Linked DNA regions of Canis lupus: region 1 is linked to region 2. Evidence: chromatin contacts called from public Hi-C data. All regions are on one chromosome and are shown on one strand. Each heading gives the region's core, a stretch centred on a gene start, on an enhancer-like site or on the middle of the called end of the contact. The rest is flanking DNA. Distances are from core to core; before and after follow the strand shown. Region 1 holds the start of UBE2I (SUMO-conjugating enzyme UBC9). Region 2 holds the start of TELO2 (telomere length regulation protein TEL2 homolog).

Region 1 (5,449 bases), core at 2,920-5,419, 130 kb after region 2:
AGTGCCGAGGTGGGGGGCATTAGGCCCGCGGCTCAGAATCTAGGTTCTTGTCTGGTCAGGAGAACCACCCTTATTCTTTTTTTTTTTTTTTTTTAAGATTTTTATTTATTTATTCATGACACAGAGAGAGAGAGACAGAGACACAGGCAGCGGGAGAAGCAGGCTCCACGCAGGGAGCCCGACGCAGGACTCGACCCCGGGTCTCCAGGATCACACCCTGGGCTGAAGGTGGCGCCAAACTGCTGGGCCACTGGGGCTGCCCAAACCACACTTATTCTTGAAAGCAATGGAGTACAAAGGTGCCCCAGGGCGGACATCAGTTCACACCGCATCATGCGCAAGTCCCTGGACAGCACCCAGCCCCCAGCACCCAAGAGACCCACCTCTCACCAGGGCCCCAGGCGCTACCCACTGCCGTCTCCACTTACCCATCCCACAGCCACCCCCTGCCCCCAGATCCACAGCCGCCCCACAAACAACAAATGGATCAAGGCCTATCTCCCATTTACTCAGGGAGTCAGCAGGAGGTGAGTGGCCAGCCCACAGCCTGCCCAGCGTCCACCTGTCCTGGGAGCGTGCTGGCTGTGGGAGACGGCAGCTCCGAGCCCCCAAGGCCTGGTGCCTCTGGCTGTTCCCACCAGTGGCCTGGCGCCCGCTGAGCACACCTGTGCGCAGCCTGCAGGTGGAACAGACTCTCTGGGCTGCCGCTCACCCAGCAAAGAACAGGCTGGGGCGCCCCCAGCTGCCCTTGGCTCCCTCCTGCCCTGGGAGAATCTTGCCCTGAGTCTGTTTGCTGCTCTTCAAAGTCCATGGAAACATCGAGGACTCCTAGAATCCAACATTTACCATAAACAAGGCTTTAACAAGACAAAGAGGGTGTCTCCTAGAAGGGGATGACAGCAGCCTGCCCCAACCCTTCAGGCAGGCTTCATGGACACCTGGCAACAAGTCTCTGCTCTGCTCTTATGGGGTTAAAGGTCCAACAACCCACGCTCCTGAGTACAATGCGGGGTTCTCCACAACTACCAGGGTTTTCAGTTGGGTTCAGGAGAACCACCTCCCAGCCATGTTCCTGGGCTCAGGTTCACCTACACCCCTGCTTCCCCACCAGGCTCGACAGACCTGGGAACGACCAGAAGGTAGGGCCCTGGCTAAGTGTGGAGCCTCAACTCAAACCCAGCTCACACACCCTCAACTGCCCCTCAGCAGTCCAATCCATATCATGCTCTCTGCCCCAACACCTACCCCCCACCCCAGCCACCCCCCTCCCGGTCCCTGAGCAGCACAGTCCCCTGCCCAGAGCCCACACCGTCATGCAGCAGGGGTGAGACCAACAGCTCAGCGGACACAGGCCCTGGACCTTGCTATCTCTGGCTCTCCAGGTGTGGCCCTGTGTGCCTGTCAAAAATGCACGTCCCAGACCCCTGTGGCCTTACGTCAGAACTCTGGGCGAGACCTAGTGCCTGGGGTCTGGGAGGCTCTCGGTCAATTCTCTTCCCAAGAAGTAAGCCAAGTAGGAGGAAGGGTCTGGGAATCACCACTGCAGAACACGACTGTAGTCCCTGGTGTCATGCAAGAGACCAGGTCTCAGGAAGCTGGCTGAGTTATGACAAACCGCCAGACCAACTAGATGGGGTCCCGTTTTAAAAACCATGTACTTAGCTTATAAGAAAAACAAAAAGTCAAAAATCACAGCCCTCCATTCAGAAAGCATGACATGATGACGACACCCCCCCGCCCGGGGCTGCCGCCTGCAGCTTTTGGCACCGTGACGCCAGAGCACACCTTGTACGAGGTTCTGATCTTAACTGACCTCAAGACTACGTTCGATATAGACAACAGCATGCTGACCCAGAACAGAACTGCAATTCACCACATGATCCCAGAATCCTAGTCTGCCCCCTTCGTCCCCATCCGTGTACGGACCTGGCCGCCAGGAACACCTGCCAGGGGGAGTTTGGGACCAGCAAGGTGCACCCCTGCCCAGATCTCCTTCACAGGACAGCACACTCGTCTGGAATATTTGTTTGGGCCAGAGGCGGGGGCCCAGCAGTGCAACAAGGGCGAGCGCTGATCCTGAGGAGGAGGATTAGGGCTTGCAGGAGCGTAGGCCAGTCTGCCTCCCAAGTGTTCTCTGGTTAGAAGCGGGCAGGGACCCCGATGCCGGAAGATGCTTTACTTCTACAAGTTTCTCAAAACCTTCATTTCCACTGGTCCTTCTCCGTGGAATCTGAGCCAACCCCAAGCCTTGGGTCAGTGGAAATGCCCTTCCCTGCAGGAGGTTCGAGGGCACAAAACACTCCTGCCCCCGAGCTCCCTGGCGCACACAGCATGATCACCGGAGCACCCCCTTCACCCCCCCGGGGAAGCAGACAGTGCAAGTTGGCAGGAACCTTCTGCTGAATTAACCAACACGGAGCCTCAGCGACCAAAGACAAGCAGCCTGGTAAGCAGTTCTGTAGTTGAGATGCAAGGTCCCCGGTGAGCCTAAGCTCTGCCAGGCATCTAAACAGGTTTCTGAAGCCCCAGGCCGGAGCTCCCCAACACGGGGCGCTCTGTGGGGGCTGGGGGCAGGCCCTGCCAGGCCAGGCCAGGCCGTCCTGAGCGCCGTCTGCAAGCGTACCCGTGGCACAACCCTGCCACCTCTTCTGCCCTGAAGACTGGACAGGACCGCCCATGGAGGCCCTGCCCCAGGGCCTGTGTGAGGGTGTCCCAGGTTGGGGGAAGTCAGGAGGGGTGGTCGCAGGAGAGCTCCTGCCGCGGGGGTGCTGCTGGGCCAGACCGGGGTGGGTTTCTGCCGGCGGGACAAAGAGCCACAGGTGCACAGCTGCCCTGTCCCCAGCACACACCTGGGCTCAGACATGCTCCCACTCCCACCAGCCTCCAGTTTGCTACATTTCAACCACAGCAGGCAACCTCTCATTCAGAATCCCACTTAAGACCACATCTCCCCGGGACAAGCTCACAGAGAGGCACTCAGGGGGGTGGTTAGGTGCGAGCCAGACGCCGGGAGATGGGACGACCCATCCCCAGGCCGGGGAGACAGCCCGAGGACGGGAGCGGGCCCTCCAGGCACAGCCACCTCCCGCCAGGGTTCCCGCAGCGGCGTGGACTCTCGGTGAACTCCCCTGGCGCTGTGCTCCGCGACCTGAGGGTACAGACCTCAGAGCCGCTTCCTGGCTGCCCTGGCTGCCGGGGTTTGGGCTAGGCACTCATCTCCCGTCCGGACGGTTTCGGTCTCATCTGTGAAATGGGCGCAGCACTGCGACCCCTCGGGCCTGTGCGGGACGCAGACACGCTGCGAGTGGGAGCCCCGCCCGGGCCGTCCTGGGCGGCGCTCCCCGAGGGGGGGACCTGCTGCACCCGGCAGAGGCACCTACCTGGCCGCCCGCCCCCCGACAGCTCCCGGGACCCCGGGCGCCGACTCGGAGGCCGGGTCCCTGACCTCGGGGCTCCCCAGGCTCCGACCGCCCGGCGCCCCGCACCCCGTAAGCAAAGCAGGAGCAAGCTGGGGTCCGCGGGGCCGGGGCTGCCGACTCCTCCGCGGGCCCCGGGGTCCGCAGGCGCCCCGGCCCCAGCAGGTGCAGGCCCGGCCCCCTGCGCTCGGCCCCGGGAGACCCCGCGGGGCTCGGGGCGGGGGGCGCCTGGCGCGTCGGGGCCCCGCGCACGAGCTCCGCGGCCGGCGGGCGGGCCGTGACCCCGGAAACGGATCCCGCGGGCGGCAGCGGCGGCGGGCGGGCTCGCATCCCTGTCAACCGCGGCCGCAGCTCCGGGGCCGCGCCGGGCACGCGCCGGGGGGCCGTTCTCCGCGCTCCCGGCCGGGCGCGCGCGGGGCTCGAGGGGCCGGCGGGCCGCGACCCCGGGGCGGGGGGGGGCGCACGCCGCGGACTGAGGCGGCCCGGCTCCGGGCGGGGGGGGCGCGGGGCGGGCCGGGGCTGGGGGAGGCGCCCGGCCGGGCCCGACGGCGGCGGAGGCCCCGCGCCCCGAGGCCGGCCCCCGCCCGCGCCCCCCGCCGCCCGCCCGCGCCCCCGCGCTCACCTCGGGCGGCCGCGGCCCGGCGAGCGAGGCGGACGAGGCGGCGGCGGCGGCGGCGGCGGCGCTCCCTTTGTCTCGGGACTTCCCTCCCGAGCCCGCTCCGCGCGCAGCCCGAGCGCTCCGAGGACCCCCGGCGGGCGGGGCGGGGCGGGGCCTACGGGGGCTGCCCGCCGCGCGCCTGCCCCGCGCGCCGCCGCCGCCTTCCCGCGCCCCGCGCCGCCCCGCCCGCCGCGCGCCGCCCGCCGCCCGCGCCCTGCCGCCGCGCGCCCCCGCCCCGGGTGCGGCTCCGGAGCCTGGGTCGGCGGAGGCTTTCCCGTCGGGCGGCGCCGCGGACACCTGCGCCCTTAAAGGAGCCGCGTCCCCGACCGGAGGGAGCGTCTGCAAACTCCCCCTCGCGACGCGCGCGTCCACCCGAGGACACGCCGGCGGGCAGCGGGGGCCGGCGGAGGCCGAGACCGCCGAGGGCCCCCCGGATGCCGCGCGGGCAGCTGCCCGCGCACGGGCCCCGGAGGTCTCCTTGGGGCTGGGATCAGGGGCCGGGGGAGAAAAGCCCACTGAGGCCTAAGGATCCCCGAAGCGTCGCAGCGCGGTGACGGTCCCCGGAGCACGGCGGCCTGTGAAACCCCTTGCGATTGGCCAGCTGCGGGCCCGGGGCGGGGCGCCCGGCGAAGCCGCCCAATGAGTCGACCCGGCACAGGAGGCCGAGCGCCCGCCGGACCGACGGGACCACAAGTGCTGACGCTCCCTAACCCGGGGGCGGGCCGCCGGGGCCGCGGGCGCATAAGGGAGGGGAGGAGAGCGGACGGCGGGCGGAGCGAACCGCGGCCCCTCCCGGTCCGCCGGGCGTCTCCCCGTCGGGCCCGCCTCGTCGCCCGAACCCCAGGTGTGTGTGGGGGGGCGCCTTCCGAGGTCAGTCCGCTGCCCCGGTGGGCGCCTAGGGGTCAAGCAGCGGTGGGTGTCTCGGGCACCCCCATCCCCGCGCAGGGGCCGCTGGAGGGCATCGCGGCCCCGGGCTGCAGGTCGCGGGTGGGGGCACTGGAATGCCGGAGCGGCGGGCCTGCACGCCCCCTCCCCCTCCCTCCCCTCCCCCTTCCCTCCCTCCTCCGTTTCTCCCCCCTCCCCCTCCCCTCCTCTCCCTTCCCTCCCTCCCTCTCTCCCCCGGGGCCCCGTAGTTGGCACCGTGCTCAGGCTTCCCCAGGGGCAGGGACCACAGGCCCCGTGTCCAGCGGCTGCTCAGGGCATGCAAGCCGCGCCGCTCCCAGCCCTCCTGTTACTTGGGGAGTAAAATGAGGGCGTCCCCCTGATGCGGGGCCTAGGTCACCACCCCACCCACCCCCACCCCGGCCAGCAGTGGCCTCTGGGGCTTGGCTAGAGTGACCGCCGCCCCGGTGACCAATGAGCCAAGTATAAGCGG
Region 2 (5,050 bases), core at 439-2,938:
ACGCAGTGTCTGGGAACTGCCTCGAGGAAGGTGTCCCCATGAGTTTGCTGCAGGGCCAGGTGGCTCACTGCACAGCAGAGAGGCACGGAGGGAAGGGAGGGAAGGAAGGGGCCCCAAGAGGACGGCAAGGCCCACGGCCTAAGCCACCGGGATGGGAACGCTCCTGCTCCCTCCCTTCACCGACGGGGCAGGACCCAGGGCAAGGGCCTCTTCATTGCCAAGGAGATTAACACAACCCCCTTTAAATTCTCCAGTGCTCCGCCAGGGGCAAGTCCTACTCTCAACCTTTCAGGACACCGAATTCCCGCAGCTACTGGAGAACCTGTGGGCCCGCAATCCTTTGCATCACAAGTGACCACATAATCAGACCGAGCCCCACTCACCCAGCCATGCCCTCGATGGACTCCATCAGCACCAGGAAGGCTTGGTCCGCAGGGCCCTCCAGAAAGAAGCTGGCCCATGGTGCCTCCAGCTGGCCGCCCGGCAGGAGCTCCAGCCAGGCGGGGCTCAGCCTGCCCACCAGACACCGGAGCAGGGCTGAGAAGTGCATCCTGGCAAACTCCTCCTGCTCCCCGGGAAGGGCCGGGTTCTCCGCTCCACCGAGATACCGCTTCAGGGACCCCAGCGTGGAAAGGATGCGGTCGCCATCCTCGGAGGAGGAAAGAGTGTGAACTGCTTCCCGGACGGTGAGCCGGACTGCAGAGACAGCTGGGTCCATCCTGGAGTCCATGGGAGACTCAGGTGAGACGGCCACGGAGCCCCTGGCAACCACGCGGGACCCGCTGTCAGACTAGACGTGGGTTCCACATTCTCTCAGAACCCCCACCCCCTGGCCCCTCTTGTTAGGTGGCTAGGGACCCCATCTCTCTGCACCCGCAGGATCCTCCCCTGCCAGCACCAGCCATTTCTACCAAGAGTTGGTTCCCAGCTCAGGGCCCTTCTGGTACCCTCTACAGTAGGTCCACTGGACCTCAGGGTCACAGCTGGGGTGCTGCTGGCATCTAGTGAGGGGGTGGGAGAGGCCCAGGATGCTGGTCAACGTCCCCTATGTGCAGGACAGCACCCACCACAGGGGATTATCCTAACTCCTGCGTCGGTGGCGCTAAGGCCGGGGACCCTGGACCCCCGCATCCTAGCTTCTCTCCCAGGAACCCGTGTCATCTGCAGTATTTCTGGTCAGGCCCCTCTGCGGGGTTCAGTACCACTAGGTAGGTGGTCTGTCCGCGCACCCGGCCACTAGCTAAGGCTGCATCAGGGGCGTGGGGGGGGGGGACCTGGGGGACGGGAGGGGGGCCTCCGGGGCGGGAGGGGGACCTCGGGGCGGGCGGGGGACCTCGAGGCCGGGAGGGGGGCCTCAGGGACGGGCGGGTGCCTGGGGGGGCCTGGGGGGGCCTAAGGGGCGCCCGGGGGTCTCGGGGAGGCGCGCACCCGCTGGGTCCCGGAGTCTCCCCGCGCGCTCCCGGCCGCCCCGCCGCTGCTATCCCTCCGCTGATTCGGCACGGCCGCCGAGGCCCAGTTCTGCACGCGGTTCGTGGCCTAGGCTGTGAGACCTCGGGGCACGAGCTTCCCATGCGCTGGCAGAGCTGCCGCTGAATTTTTTCGAGTCCGTGAGGCCGGTGCCCGCGGGCACATCGCGACGAATCTGCCGCGAAGCCCGGGACCCGGAAGAGGCGTGGGGCGGGTGGCCGTGACTGCGCCTGCGCCGAGCGCGGCGGGGCGGGACCTCGGGTGGGCGGGGCCGCCAAGGCAAGGGTTCCCCGCAGCAGGTGGCCGCTTTCCGAGCGCAGCTCCGGGTCCCGGCGGCCGCGCGGGGGCAGCAGCGCCGCGGGCGGCCCGGGAAGGCCTCGCAGCGAGGCGCCGGTCCCGCCTCGGCTGCCCCCCGGGGAAGTCTGGGAAGATGCGTTCCCTCCGCGCGCACTCCTTAAATGCCTGCTGCGTACAGCCAGCCTCTCCAGGCCCCCGCTTGCGGGTCAAGGGCTCGCATGAAGAACAGGCGCCGTCCGTCCGCGAAGTCGGCAGGGGCGTTAGGCAGGGGAGCCTGCGGCTCCGGCTGTTGAGGCTCGGGTCACGGCCTCGGGGCGCTGGGGGGGTCCGGGGGGGCCCCGCGCTGGCCGGGAGCCCCCTGGAGACGCTCCGTCTTCCCCTGGTCTCCCTCTCCGATCCCGTGCGCTCGCGCGTTCTCGCTCGCTCTCTCTCTTTCTCTCAAATGAATAAATAAATAGAATCTTTTTTAAAAATGTAAGCAGAATGAGGAGCTCCGATTTGGACGTTGCGCCAGGCGTGCAGGCGGGAGGAAGGGAGCAGGGGCGGGGGCAAAGGTGCAGGGCAGGGCTGGGCCAGGCAGGCCGCCCCTGCGGAGTGGGTGTGGGCTGCGACGGGTCGCGGGGAGGACGATGCCCTCCTGGGCCTCTGGGAATCCCCCCGAGTCAGCTCCTGGATTGGAGCCCGGCTCTGGAGCCCGGACAGCAGCTCCGTTGGGCCTGGATCCCTGTGTTGAAGCATGGGAGACACACCCCCAAAGCCTTTAGGTGTCCGAAAAGTGCCTTTGTTGTTTGCTCCAGGCAGCTTCACATTTGAGCTAGACAAACAATTTTAAGTGATAATAATTTTCACTCGGAGACGTTGAGGTTTGCTCCTGTATTTGGCAGCCAGCACTCAGTTCTGGGAGGAGAGTCTCCAGTCGTTCCGTGTGACCCAGTTCTTCCTCCACTTCCTCCACCGACACTTGGAGACTCCTCAGCCATGGGGTTCTGACACATGACAAGTGGCCCTCTCTGGCACACCGTCTTGAGACTGATGCCCTCGGCCGGGAACCCTTCCCAGACTACCTTCCCGTTTTCTCTTCTCTCACTCTGTGCTTGCTCTTCATTGGATTCCCCTTGAAGGCTATACTTTCTCTCTCTCTCTTTTTTTCCATCTCTCTGTCTTTTTGCCCTGCTTTCTGGGCAATTGCTTAAATCTTGCCTTTCAGCTTTCCTGATTTAATTATTTTCTTTTAAGATTTTGTTTATTTGAAAAAAAATAAAATAAAATAAAATAAAATAAAAAGATTTTGTTTATTTGTTTGAGAGAAAGAGAACAAACGGAGTAGCAGAGGGAGAGGGAGACACACGCTGCCCGTAGAGCAGGAGCCCGACGCCAGGCTCAATCCCAGGACCCTAGGATCATGACCTGAGCAGAACACAAAGCCAGATGCTTAACCCTCTAAGCCACCCAGAAGCCCCTAATTATTTATTTGTTTGGAAAATCCTTATTCAGAGCCTTGAGGAGAAGCGGGGCCCTGGGACACCCTGACCTTGGACCTGTACTGGTTACGGGTCATTGGTTGTGGCCTGGGGACACTGACACACATCCTGCCCCTGCAGGTGGGGAGGCTCTCTCTGCACCTCCACCTGCCCTGCCCTTGACCTGTCACTCTCCCGGGCCACATTGGATCCGTGCATTCAATGCTGTCTCCCTCCCCTTGAGTTCTCCTTGGCCCTGGGTCCCTTCACCTTTGTCCTTTTGCTGTTGCTGGAGTCACACCTGGGAGAAGAGGAGCCATTCAAGACTGTGCACAGCCACTGCTATAACCAGTGACTGCTGGGTGTCCCAGGGCCACCCACTCCCCAAGGCCCCAGGGGAGGACACTTCCTGCCTCCTCCAGCTTCTGGCTTTCTCTGCACCACATGACCCTGGCCTCTGCCTGTCTTCCCACGGCCTTCTCCCCTGTGCCTCTGCTCTTCTGTCTTTTGTAAGGACACCCAAACTCAGCATGGTCTCATCTCAAGATCCTTAATGATATTTGCAAGAGCCCTTTTTTCCCAAATAAGCTTACATTCACAAGTACAGAGGAATTCACAGAGTTGGGATTTGGACCTACCATTTCAGGGACCACCATTCAGCCCATCATACAACCTATACCTCAAAGTAAATTAAGGTGGCTCCCAACCCCATTTCCCTTGCCATATCAAAGGGAGAGGGATGGGCCTCACAGGACCCTATGTGCATGGCCCGCACCCTGGGCCCCACGGCACACTTGGCTCTGGGGGCTCCTTGGCCCTGACCCGGCCCTGTCCAGCTTCAACTTCTGTCTGGTGGGAGCATGAGTCCATGTGCCCCTGCTAAAGCAATCACCTCCTTCTGCCTCTGAGCCAGCCAGACCAAGGCTCACACTCAGAAGAACTATTTTCCAGAGAAACTGTTTGCATCTGTTTTAAGCTTGTGTCCTTGGGAACCTCCATCTCTGCAGAGCTCACTGGCTGGAAAGCGAATGCTTTTCATTAAGGTGGCAGGAAGTACCTGAGTCCCAGCCAGTGTGGAAGAGGGAAAGGTCCACTGGCTAGCGGGGGAGGGGGGGGGAGCGGCGCAAAGCAAGCTGCCTTCTCCTGCCGTCGGGGCCGCTCTCCGTGCGTCCTCAGGATGGGCTGCCCGCGGAGGAAGACCCTGTGTTTCTTCCTTATTTTCGCGCCTGTATATCTGCATGGGGCTTTGTCACAGGAAGCCAGCCCTGCAGGGCAGAGAAAACCATTTTTCGAGAGGCTCCGAAGGCTAGAAGAGCAGGTGAGTATACCCGCCACTCGGGGCAGTTGCGTGTGTTAAATTCGACAGCCCATGCAGAAACGGCGTGATGAGCGCCCACGCTCTGGGGACACAAACATGAAGTGTGGGGTGACGCTACTGTCACCTACAGTTGGCAGCCAGCTGGGCTCTGCTATGAAGTCAAACCAACTGACAGTGAGGACTGGCTGGGAGGCGGGGTGGAAGGGCCGCGGAGTGCCCCGGAGGGGTACTGGGTGTGCTGGGCGTGGGGTGGGAGGCCTCAGGCTCTCTGCAGGCACTCCCCGCTTTGATCCCCACAAACCACTCACAGAGCCCACCCTGCCCTACATCCACTCAGGGGCGAGGGTCACAGGTGAGGCCGTGGCGGGGGGCAGGGGGTGCCACAAGCCCTCAGCCCACAGAGTGCAGCCCAGGGACCTTGGGTTCTTCGCCCACATCTCTGAGCAAGGCCACCGTGGGCTGGTTGTGGTAATGGGCCTGGCCCTCACGCAGCTGCCTGCAGGTCAAA

The links. Hi-C and Micro-C count contacts between places; a contact is called where the count stands out from the background.
Region 1: a contact with region 2 is called in a Hi-C map of blood, with 2.8 times the contacts expected there. The contact joins the promoter of UBE2I here to the promoter of TELO2 in region 2. A contact is called at or near these places in 2 of 9 Hi-C or Micro-C datasets (both in blood).

Annotation. Positions count from the first base shown.
Region 1 is chr6:39,921,735-39,927,183 of UU_Cfam_GSD_1.0, forward strand. It overlaps UBE2I (SUMO-conjugating enzyme UBC9), which reads right to left and starts at 4,170. Exons shown (of 7, transcript XM_038540854.1): 1 at 4,039-4,170.
Region 2 is chr6:39,792,849-39,797,898 of UU_Cfam_GSD_1.0, forward strand. It overlaps TELO2 (telomere length regulation protein TEL2 homolog), which reads right to left and starts at 1,689. Exons shown (of 21, transcript XM_038540828.1): 1 at 1,429-1,689; 2 at 384-761. The coding sequence starts at 1,571. It overlaps PTX4 (pentraxin-4), which reads left to right and starts at 3,766. Exons shown (of 3, transcript XM_038540830.1): 1 at 3,766-4,542. The coding sequence starts at 4,402.